Linked DNA regions of Macaca mulatta: region 2 is linked to region 1. The links are chromatin contacts, called in public Hi-C maps. All regions are on one chromosome and are shown on one strand. Each heading gives the region's core, a stretch centred on a gene start, on an enhancer-like site or on the middle of the called end of the contact. The rest is flanking DNA. Distances are from core to core; before and after follow the strand shown. Region 1 holds the start of FOXK1 (forkhead box K1). Region 2 overlaps FOXK1 (forkhead box K1).

Region 1 (4,908 bases), core at 1,946-4,445:
ACTTAAAGCCCCTCAGTGGCTTCCCACTACTCTAGGATCAGCCCCAGATCCTATAGGACCCATCTCGGCCCTTCTTCCCTCCTTAGCCTAACCTGGTTCAGTTGAACATGGCCACTCGGTTCCACACACAGTGGCCACCTGCCTACCCCTCCATGTCCCATACTTCCTTCTTTATCACACACAGTTTCCTGGCAGGGGCACTGCCCTCACAGTCCCTTGCCACTTCTCTAATCAGGCATCCCTTAGACCTCAGGGAGGAGCCCCCGACTCTGTTTACCATCCTCCCCACCTCAATCAAGCAGGTACTCTAGTTACTGCTCCTGCTAAAAATGCGTTCCTTGGCTGGCCACCGTGGCTCACGCCAAAGTGCCTGTAATCCCAGCACTTTGGGAGTCCGAGGCAGGCGGATCATGAGGTCAAGAGATCAAGACTATCCTGGCAAACATGGTGAAACCCTATCTCTACTAAACATACAAAAATTAGCCGGGTGTGGTGGTGCACACCTGTAGTCCCAGCTACTCAGGAGGCTGAGGCAGAAGACTCGCTTGAACCCGGGAGGCGGAGGTTGCAGTGAGCCGAGATCGCGCCACTGCACTCCAGCCTGGGCTACTGAGGGGGACTCTGTCTCAAAAAAAAAAAAAAAAAAGAAAAAAAAATGCTTTCCTTGCCTCCCACTTACCTCTGTTTGCATGCACATATTCAAGACTGAGAGATGAGATTAATACCTATTTCAGCCCCAGATTGGAGCACGGTGTGTGCGGGGCAGGGAAGCTCCTGCCTTAGGCCCAGTCTCTCGTCTATACTCGCACATCACCATGCACTAGTCCATCACTGGATGTATCATAGCTGTGACTTGATTTTACTTTTACTAGATGTGTCTTTGATTTAATATCTGCATCTCCCCCTCGACTATAATCTCCATCAGGGTGGGAACTGTGTCTCCTTTCCCACCCTTAATAATTCATAAATGAGGGAAATGTGGAAACTGCACCGCCTTTTTAGGGGGATCTGAATTGGCAATGGAGGACCAGGCTACTGAAGTCCCAAAGGGATCCCAGTGATGCCCACGTTTGCCACTCCCTGTTTTCAGCTAACATTTCTCTCTGGGGCATTCTCTCAGATCTGTCTTGCCTGGATCTAGCATATCGAATGAGTGAATGAAGGGCTCTAAAAAGAAAGAGAGCTAGGCTGGGCGCGGTGGCTCACGCCTGTAACCCAGCATTTTGGGAGGCTGAGGTGGGAGACTGCTTGAGCCCTGGAGTTGGAGACCAGCTTGGGCAATATAACGAGACCCTGTCACTATACAAAATTTAAAAAGGCCGGGCGAGGTGGTTCACGCCTGCAATCCCAGCACTTTGGGAGGTCGAGGTGGGTGGATCACCTGAGGTCAGGAGTTCAAGACCAGCCTCACCAACATGGTGAAACTCCATCTCTACTAAAAATACAAAAATTAGCTGGGTGTGGTGGCAGATGCCTATAATCCCAGACACTTGGGAGGCTGAGGCAGGAAAATCGCTTGGACCCGGGAGGCAGAGGTTGCAGTGAGCCAAGACTGCACCATTGCACTCCAGCCTGAATGACAGAGTAAGACTCTGTCTCAAAATTAAAAAAAAAGAGAAAACTTAAAAATTAAAAATTAGTTGGGCATGGTGGCTCATAGTCCCAGCTACTTGGGAGGGTGAGGTGGGAAAATCACCTGAGTCTGGGAGGTCGAGCTGCAGTGAGCTATGACTGCGCCACTGCACTCCAGCCTGGGTGACAGAGTGAGACCCTGTCTCAAAAGAAAAAGACAAGAAAGAGAGAGAGAGAGAGAAGGAAGGGAGGGAGGGAGGGAAAGAGAGAAAGAGAGAAAGAGAGAAAGAAAGAAAGAAAGAAAGAAAGAAAGAGAGAGAAAAAAAGGAAAGGAAAGGAAAGTAATAAAAAAAGAAAAGAGGCCAGGCACGGTGGCTCAAGCCTGTAATCCCAGCACTTTGGGAGGCCGAGACGGGCGGATCACGAGGTCAGGAGATCGAGACCATCCTGGCTAACCCGGTGAAACCCCGTCTCTACTAAAACATACAAAAAAAAAAAAACTAGCCGGGCGAGGTGGCGGGCGCCTGTAGTCCCAGCTACTCGGGAGGCTGAGGCAGGAGAATGGCGTAAACCCGGGAGGCGGAGCTTGTAGTGAGCTGAGATCCGGCCACTGCACTCCAGCCTGGGCGACAGAGCCAGACTCCATCTCAAAAAAAAAAAAAAAAAAAAAAAAAGAAAAGAAAGGAGGGAGGGAGAGAGCGAGGGAGGGAGAGAGGGAGGGAGAGAGTGAGGGAGGGAGGGAAGGAAGGAAGGAGGGAAGGAAGGAGGGAGGGAAGGAAGGAAAGAAGGAAGGAAAGAAGGGATCAGGGATTCAGGTATCCATCTCAAGTGGTCTTCAGTTACAGTAAAGTATGATGACCTTTAATCTGAGGGTTTAAGAATGATCAGGCCTGGCACTGTGGCTCACACGGGTAATCCCAGCGCCTTGGGAGGTCGAGATAGATAGATCTCTTGAGATCAGGAGTTTGAGACCAGCCTGGCCAACATAGCAAGACCCTGTCTCTATAAAAAGTAAAAAAATTAGCTGGGCATGGTGGCACTTGGCAGGCAGAGGCAGGAGGGTCCCTTGAGCACAGGAGGTGGAAGTTGCAGTGAGTTATGATTGTGCCACTACACTCCAGCCTGGGCGACAGAGCGAGATTAAAATATAAACATATGTATTATATATAATACACACATATTTTATCTTCTATCTATCTTACACTTTAGGGTTGGGGGGCTGGAGTGGCTGGGGCGGAGACACAGCTGAGGTCATCTGTTCCTTTCTCCAGTGACCCAGGCTCAAAACTTTCCAGATGGGCATTTCAAGGGTCCCCTGTTCCCCCCATGGAGGAAAGGGCGTCCACCGGCTGCAGCCCCGCGGGCAGGGGGCTAGGTGCGCCGGGTCCAGCTCTCCGGGGGACCCCCCCAGCCCTGCCAGCACAGGCCTCGCCCCCGGCCCCCAGCTGGCGCGCGCCGCGTGGGCTGCGCTGGGCGGGACCGGCGGGCCGGCGAGGCGCACGGTGGGCTGGGAGGCTCCGCTCCGCGCCGGCGCGATCTGGTCCGGGTTTCCGCGCCCGCCCAGCGCCCCGGCCTCCCCGCCCCCCGCGCCGCCGCTGCAGCCGCCGCCGCCGGAGGCCGCTCGGAGCCGCGCGAACATGGCCGAAGTCGGCGAGGACAGCGGCGCCCGCGCCCTGCTCGCGCTGCGCTCGGCGCCCTGCAGCCCCGTGCTGTGCGCCGCAGCCGCCGCCGCCGCCTTCCCCGCGGCCGCGCCCCCGCCGGCCCCAGCGCAGCCCCAGCCTCCGCCTGGGCCGCCGCTGCCGCCGCCGCCGCCGCTGCCTCCCGGCGCGATCGCGGGCGCGGGCTCCTCCGGGGGCTCCTCCGGGGGCTCCTCCGGGGTATCCGGAGACTCCGGGGGCGCGGGCGCGGCGCCGGCCCTGGTGGCCGCGGCGGCCGCCTCGGTGCGGCAGAGCCCGGGGCCGGCGCTGGCGCGGCTGGAGGGCCGCGAGTTCGAGTTCCTCATGCGCCAGCCCAGCGTCACCATCGGCCGCAACTCGTCGCAGGGCTCGGTGGACTTGAACATGGGCCTGTCCAGCTTCATCTCGCGGCGCCACCTGCAGCTCAGCTTCCAGGAGCCGCACTTCTACCTGCGCTGCCTCGGCAAGAACGGCGTCTTCGTGGACGGGGCCTTCCAGCGGCGCGGCGCGCCCGCCTTGCAGCTGCCCAAGCAGTGAGTGCCCCCGCGACCCCCGCCGCCCGCACCCGGGGCTCACCCCCGACCTCGATCTCTGAGGCCCAGACCTGGGGATCCCCCTACAGCCTACCTGGCCTGAGCCCCCACCACCCCCAGCCACCCCCGTTAACCCCCGACCGGCCTGGACCCCGGGGTCAACCCCGACCCCCGCCTCCTGGGTCCCTGGGGTCACCTAGACCCCAATTCTGGACCCTCCGGCCTGAGGATTCTCCTCCACTTTCGCCGGCCTGGACACCCCGTCGCTCCCGACCTCCACCGGCCTGTACTCGGGTCAACCCCTACCCACACTTCGCGGCTCCTGGGGTCACCCCTGACCTCATCTCCCACCGGCCTGGGCTCCTGGAGCCACCCCTACCCCAAGCCCACCTGGCTGGGCTTCTTAGGTCACCCCTGACCCAGATCCCTGCTGTCCCCCAGCTCCCACTGGCCTGGACTCGGTGGTCATTCTTAACTCCTACTGGCCTAGATCCCTGCGGTCGTTTACGTCCCCACCCCGCGTAAACACGCAAGGTCAACCATGACCCCCACTTCCTAGGCCCCCCCCCCCGGGCCACCCCGACCACTAACCCCACAAGCCTGGGCTCGCAGGGCCACTCCCACCCCAGCTCCGCCCAGCTGGACACTGAGGTCACCCTGACCCCAGTCCCTGTTTCTTGGGCCTGGGGATCACCCTCAACCCTTCCAGGTCACCCCGGACCCCCACCAGCTTGAACTCCAGGGTCACCCCAGCCTGGCCTGGTTTTCAGGACTACCCCCGACCCCCACCAGCCAGGGCCTCAAGTCACCTCAGTGCCTGATCCCTGCGGTCCTGGACCCCAGTGGCCACCTCTGACCCTGTCTGGTCTGGACCCTTGGATCACCCCGACCCCATCCAGTCTGGGTCCTGGGGGGCCCCAGCACACTCACCCAGGACAGTGGGAAGGGTGTTGCTCCGGGAAGTGCGAGCTCCCTAGTAGTTTGGACTGTGCTGAAGGAGCAGAGGCCTGGCAGGGAGAGGAGAGGACAGGAAGCCTGTGCCTCAGTTTACCTCGCCAGTGAGTGCTCCTGGGATGGAGTAGCAGGACCCCAAGCTCAAATTAGATTCCCCTGGGCCCGAGGTCGCC
Region 2 (5,216 bases), core at 1,506-4,005, 65 kb after region 1:
AATCATAGTTTGCTGCAGCCTCCAGCTCCTGAGCTCAAGCGATCCCCCCACCTCGGCCTCCCAAGTCGCTGGGAGCACAGGCATGCACTACCACACCCAGCTAATTTTCTTATCTTTTGTACAGACAGGGTCTTGCTATGTTGCCCAAGCTGTCTGGAACCCCTGGGCTCAAGAGATCCTCCCTCCTCCACCTCCCAAAGTGCTGGGGTTACAGGTGTGAGTCAACACAACCAGCCCATACGTGGCCTGCACCTTTTCAGGGTCCACAGATAGAATTACACACTGGCTTCTCTTGGAACAGAGCCATCAGGGGCACAGCTCCTCTACCCTGCTTTGCTGACAAGTTACCAGTGGCCTCCTACAAGTTACAAGGTGGGAATCATCTCCATTTGAGTTGCCTGGAGTCGGCCTCCTTTTTTCCAGAGCCAGTGGGTGGGCGAGTCTCTCATGGAGAGAGAAGTTCAGGGACAGTGCTGCTGCGGAAAGGCGAGGCCCTGGGCTCAGGCCGGGCATGGTCGCGTGTGTGACTCTTTGCGGTCACTTCAGCCCCCACCTTCCTGGGCCTGGTTCCCGCCTGCGGAGCCAGTGCTGTGACGTCATGACCCTCTGGGATGATGATGATGGTGAATCCTAAGTGACTGAAAGCCTGGTATGTGCCCGCCTGGCCCTGTGCTGAGCAGTGCACATGCAGTATTTTGTTTAGTTCATACAGCTTTATGAGAGAATGTTCTGGAAGTAGACAGTGATGATAGTTATTCAATTTTGTGAATATCCTAAAAGTCACTTTAAAGGGTGACTTGACTGGGCGCGGTGGCTCACACCTGTAATCCCAGCACTGTGGGAGGCCAAGGCGGGCAGATCACTTGAGGCCAGGAGTTCGAGACCAGCCTGAGCAACATGGTGAAACCCCGTCTCTACTACAAATACAAAAATCAGCTGGGCATGGTGCCACACACCTGTAATCCCAGCTACTTGGGAGGCAGAGGCAGGAGAATGGCTTGAACCCAGGAGGCAGAGGTTGCAGTGAGCTGAGATTGCACGACTGCCCTCCAGCCTGGGCGACAGAGCGAGACTCCATCTCTAAGTAAATGAATAAATGGTGAATTGAATGTTACGGGAATTGTATCTGAAGGAAGCAGTTGAGCACCGCATATATCCTTAAGTCTTTACCTAATACCACCTTAAAGGCACTGTAGAAACGGTGGCCAAGACCAGCTCATGTGCTGCTGGGAGCTCACCCCAGAAGAGGCTGCTCCTGCTGCTTTTGGGGTGGGCAGCAAAGGCCTCAGGTCCAGAGAGAAGCAGGCCAGGCAGCGATCCGGGGCTCCTGGGGAAGTGCTAGGCCAGCGCCCCTGCCTTAGCCTGGCAGTGGGTTATTAATCAGCAGGTTGTAATCCAGCTAAAGAGAAGCTTTATTTTATTTTATTTTTATTTTATTTTTATTTTATTTTTTGAGACAGAGTCTTGCTCTGTCACCTAGGCTCTGTCACCTAGGCTGGAGTGCAGTGGTGTGATCTCGGCTCACTGCAACCTCCACCTCCCTGGTTCAAGCAATTCCCCTGCCTCAGCCTCGAGAGTAGGTGGGATTACAGGCACACGCCACCAAGCCCAGCTAATTTTTTTTTGTATTTTTAGTGGAGACGGAGTTTCACCATATTGAAAGAAAGAAAAATGTTTTGGTTTGCTCCGGGAGGGGGCTTAAAAAAATAAAACTATTTCCCAGTGTTAATCCAAATTTGCACATTAAAGTCGCATTTGTATGACAAGAGAGGTCGTGGTTTGCAAAGGAGTTAATAAGCGATACCTGTTTTTTAAACTAGGGCAGAGAAAATACTGTTTATTTTATCTTAGCTTCAGGGGGTACATATGCATGTTTGTGACATGGGTATATTACATACTGTTGGGGATTGGGCTTCTAGGGTGCCTATTACCCAAAGGGTGAATGCGTACCCCCTAGGTCATCTTTCACCCCTCGCCCTCTCCCGCCTCCCTGCTTTGGAGTCCCAGTTTCTTGTTTCCATCTTCCTCTTCCTGGGTACCCAGCATTCAGCCCCTGCTTATAAGCAAGAACAGGCGCTGTGCGGTATTGTTTCTGATTGAGTTCACTTGGGACAAGGGCCTCCAGCTCCCTCGCGTTGCTGCCCAGGCCAAGATTTCGTTCTTTTTTATAGCTGGGAGTGAAGAAATTTCGTACTGAGCACCTGAAGCTCTTGCGGCTGGAGCTGTTCTGAGAAGCTGGGTGGCGGCCTCCTGTGACCGCCAGTCCCCATGGGCGATGCGAGCAGCTCCCTGGGCCTGCACCCGCCCTGATCTTGCTGCGGGAGCCGGGAAGGTGGGGGGCCACCCCGTTCCCCTCCTTCCGCCCAGTCCTGTTCTTTGAAACCGCCCTGTGCAAAGACCGGATTCCCGTTAGGGGGAATTCTGTGCGGAGAAAGTAGTAAGTTAGGGACTGGCTGTCTGGCTTTTTGGCCTTCCATTGTTACAATAAAAGCCTCTCTGTTTACATCCGTTTATCTTAGCACCGTGGAATTCAATTGAGTGTTTAGAAACCTCAGAGGCCCTTGAGGTTTTGCCTGCCAAGATACTTTTCAGTTTGAGTTTCTGCTGTAGGGTGGAGCCGGCGTGTTTACAAACACTCCCTGCCCTTCCCTGCCCCCTCCCCACTCTCCTCTCTGGCTGGCTCCCTAACAGATCCGGGGGTGGGAGCGGGGCCAGGCCTGGAGAGCTGGCTGCCTGCAAGGCTGTCCCCTCCCGGTGCCGCCCCGCCCCCGCGGTGCCTGCCTTCCTAATTTGGTGTGCATTCGCCTCGCCAGTCCTCATTGGCCGTGGAGTGGCTGCCTTGGTGTAGGCCGGGCTCGCCCAGAGCCCCTCATTCCCAGGAGTCGGGAGTGGCTTGGGAGCGGCTTTTTCCTGGGGGGCCTCCCTGATCAGCTGCCCCCGCCCCCGCCCCCCGCCCCACCCTCCCTCCTTCCTTTCCGTTCCTCCTGCTTTGCTCTCGAAGGCCCTTGCTCCTTTTCCCAGGATGGGTGGGTGTGTGGGTGTGGGTGTGTGGTTTTGTGTGTACGTGTGTGTTCTTTTCTGATTTATTTTTTTCTGCCCTGAAGTACTCCACCCAGAAAATGAATGAACTCTCTTTGAAATAAATTCTGCTATCTTTAGCAGAAGTTTGACCTTTCTTTCCTTTTTGCTAAGAAGAGTTTTTACAGGCCAGGCAGGGTGGCTCAGGCCTGTAATCCCAGCACTTTGGGAGGCCGAGGCAGGCAGATCACCTGAGGTCAGGAGTTCGAGACCAGCCTGGGGTCAACATGGTGAAACCCTGTCTCTACTAAAAATACAAAAATTAGCCAGGTGTGTGATCCAAGCTACCTGGGAGGCTGAGACGGGAGAATTGCTTGCACCTAGGAGGCAGAGGTTGCAGTGAACCAAGGTCGCACCACTGCGCTCCAGACTGGGTGGCAGAGCGAGCATGCATCTCAAAAAAAAAAAAAAAAAAGTGTTTTTAGGAAGGAATTGAAGTATTTAAGGAAAGAATTAAAGTAGTTAATCATTTTCTAGGTTCTACCAAACAGACACCAGTCTAAAAAGTGTTCCTTAGAGGGAGAGTTTGAAGAAAACTGCTGAAATTCAGTGAAAGGACATTGCACAGAGAGGGACTGTTTCTGCTCGTGAGGGCAGTACTTCAGGAGCTGTTTCTCTTAAGGCTTTTCCTGATGTCTCCAACGTGGAGATCAAAAATGAAAGTAAGTTGTACAATTCGGCGAAGGTCAGCAGTATGTAAATATACAGTAGAAATGCAGCAACTGACTTCAGAAATCTTTCCGTTTTAATCATGATCTTTACACAGTTCTGCCTTACTACTAGATACCATTCAGTCCTAACTTGGTTTATGTTGTTTTGTAAAGTTAGAGGTCTTTTGTGTTTGGAGTTATTGGATCTACGTTAGAAATACTCTCCTTTTTCTGACAAACTTTGGTTCCCTCCTGCAGGGTGATTCATCTGTTTCAAAGTTTCTGGTTGGCTGGGCGTAGTGGCTCACGCCTGGAATCCCAGCACTTTGGGAGGCTGAGGCAGGAGGATTGCTTGAGGCCAAGAGTTCCAGACAAGTCTGGGCAACATAGTGAGACCCTATCTCTAAAAAAAAAAATTTCTTTTAATTAGCCAGGTGCAGTGGCTCACGCCTATAGACCCAGCTACTCGGGAGGCTGAGGCAGGAGGATCACTTGAGCCCAGCAGTTGGAGGCTGCAGCAAACTATGATGTCACCGCTGCACTCCAACCTGGGCAACAGAGCAAGACCCTGTCTCAAAAAAATAATAATTAAAAAACACCAGTTTGTGGCTGCAGCCTTCCCTGTGTTTTCAGCAGGTCTGCAGGAGGATTGTGGTGTGAAGGTGTGAGTCACCCCTAGCGGGAATCCTGCGTGGCTGATCCGGGCTGGCTGTGCCAGCATTTGCAAATCTAACGAGGGTCCCTCTTCCCTTGTCTCCCTGTCCCTGTCCCCGTAGGCTCTGCTGCCCCTCCCCAGCCCACCCCACCCTCTTACGTCTTTTCCCAGCTGAGAACTCTGGGGAAGTAACTGTTGCTTCCTCCACAGGGGAAGGTTGGGACTTCCTGTCTTCCTTTAATTTTTCCCTCCTGCCTAGATCCCTTCGAGGGGTGACTTTGGTGCTAAAGTGTTGGGAGTTCGGAATGAAGCTTGGTGGGGACGTCCTTGTGTTTGTCCCAATCTGTTGAAAGGACATCCCCACCCCCGCCTTTCCTGCAATCTCAGGGAGGGCCCTAGCGCCCGCCTAGCGGCTTGTGTGGAGTAGGTCTGTTGCACAGCTTCTGTGCAGGCACGTGACGCACGAGGACAGCCCTTCCCGGGTTCCACGAGCCTCGGGGGAAGCAGGAGGCGCCTGCAGACGTGGAGCTGACCCCAGAACCTGCCTAGCTGCAGGGCCGCCTCTCAAGCACCCACACAGCTCTGTGAGGTCTATGCCTCACATGAGAGCAGCTCCTGTTCAGGCCACCATGCTGGCTGTTCTCACCGGGGCAAAATGCACTTCAGAAACAAGTTAATTTTATTTTTAAAATTATTATTTTTAATGGTGGTTCCAATTTGGGTTTGGGGGGTTGATTTTGTTTCTCTTTGTTTGTTTTTTGAGACAGGGTCTCTCACTCAGTTGCCCAGGCTGGAGTGCAGTGGCACAGTCACAGCTCATTGCAACCTCGACC

What was found. A called contact is a pair of places that touch in the nucleus more often than the background predicts.
Region 2: a contact with region 1 is called in a Hi-C map of CD4 T cells, with 2.6 times the contacts expected there. The contact joins the enhancer-like site here to the promoter of FOXK1 in region 1. A contact is called at or near these places in 5 of 14 Hi-C or Micro-C datasets (CD4 T cells, blood, cortical neurons and 2 more).

The regions. Positions count from the first base shown.
Region 1 is chr3:38,664,400-38,669,307 of T2T-MMU8v2.0, forward strand. FOXK1 (forkhead box K1) reads left to right here and starts at 3,196. Exons shown (of 9, transcript XM_015133208.3): 1 at 3,196-3,781. The coding sequence starts at 3,210.
Region 2 is chr3:38,729,361-38,734,576 of T2T-MMU8v2.0, forward strand. The region is part of intron 2 of FOXK1 (forkhead box K1); the gene reads left to right. Among named protein-coding and RNA genes, the nearest start is that of AP5Z1, 31 kb to the right of the region's middle. Within about 2 kb of position 2,756, at least 18 of the 40 cell types and tissues checked have an H3K27ac peak or open chromatin away from gene starts, as enhancers often do. A contact at or near this core is called in CD4 T cells and blood, where this site is marked.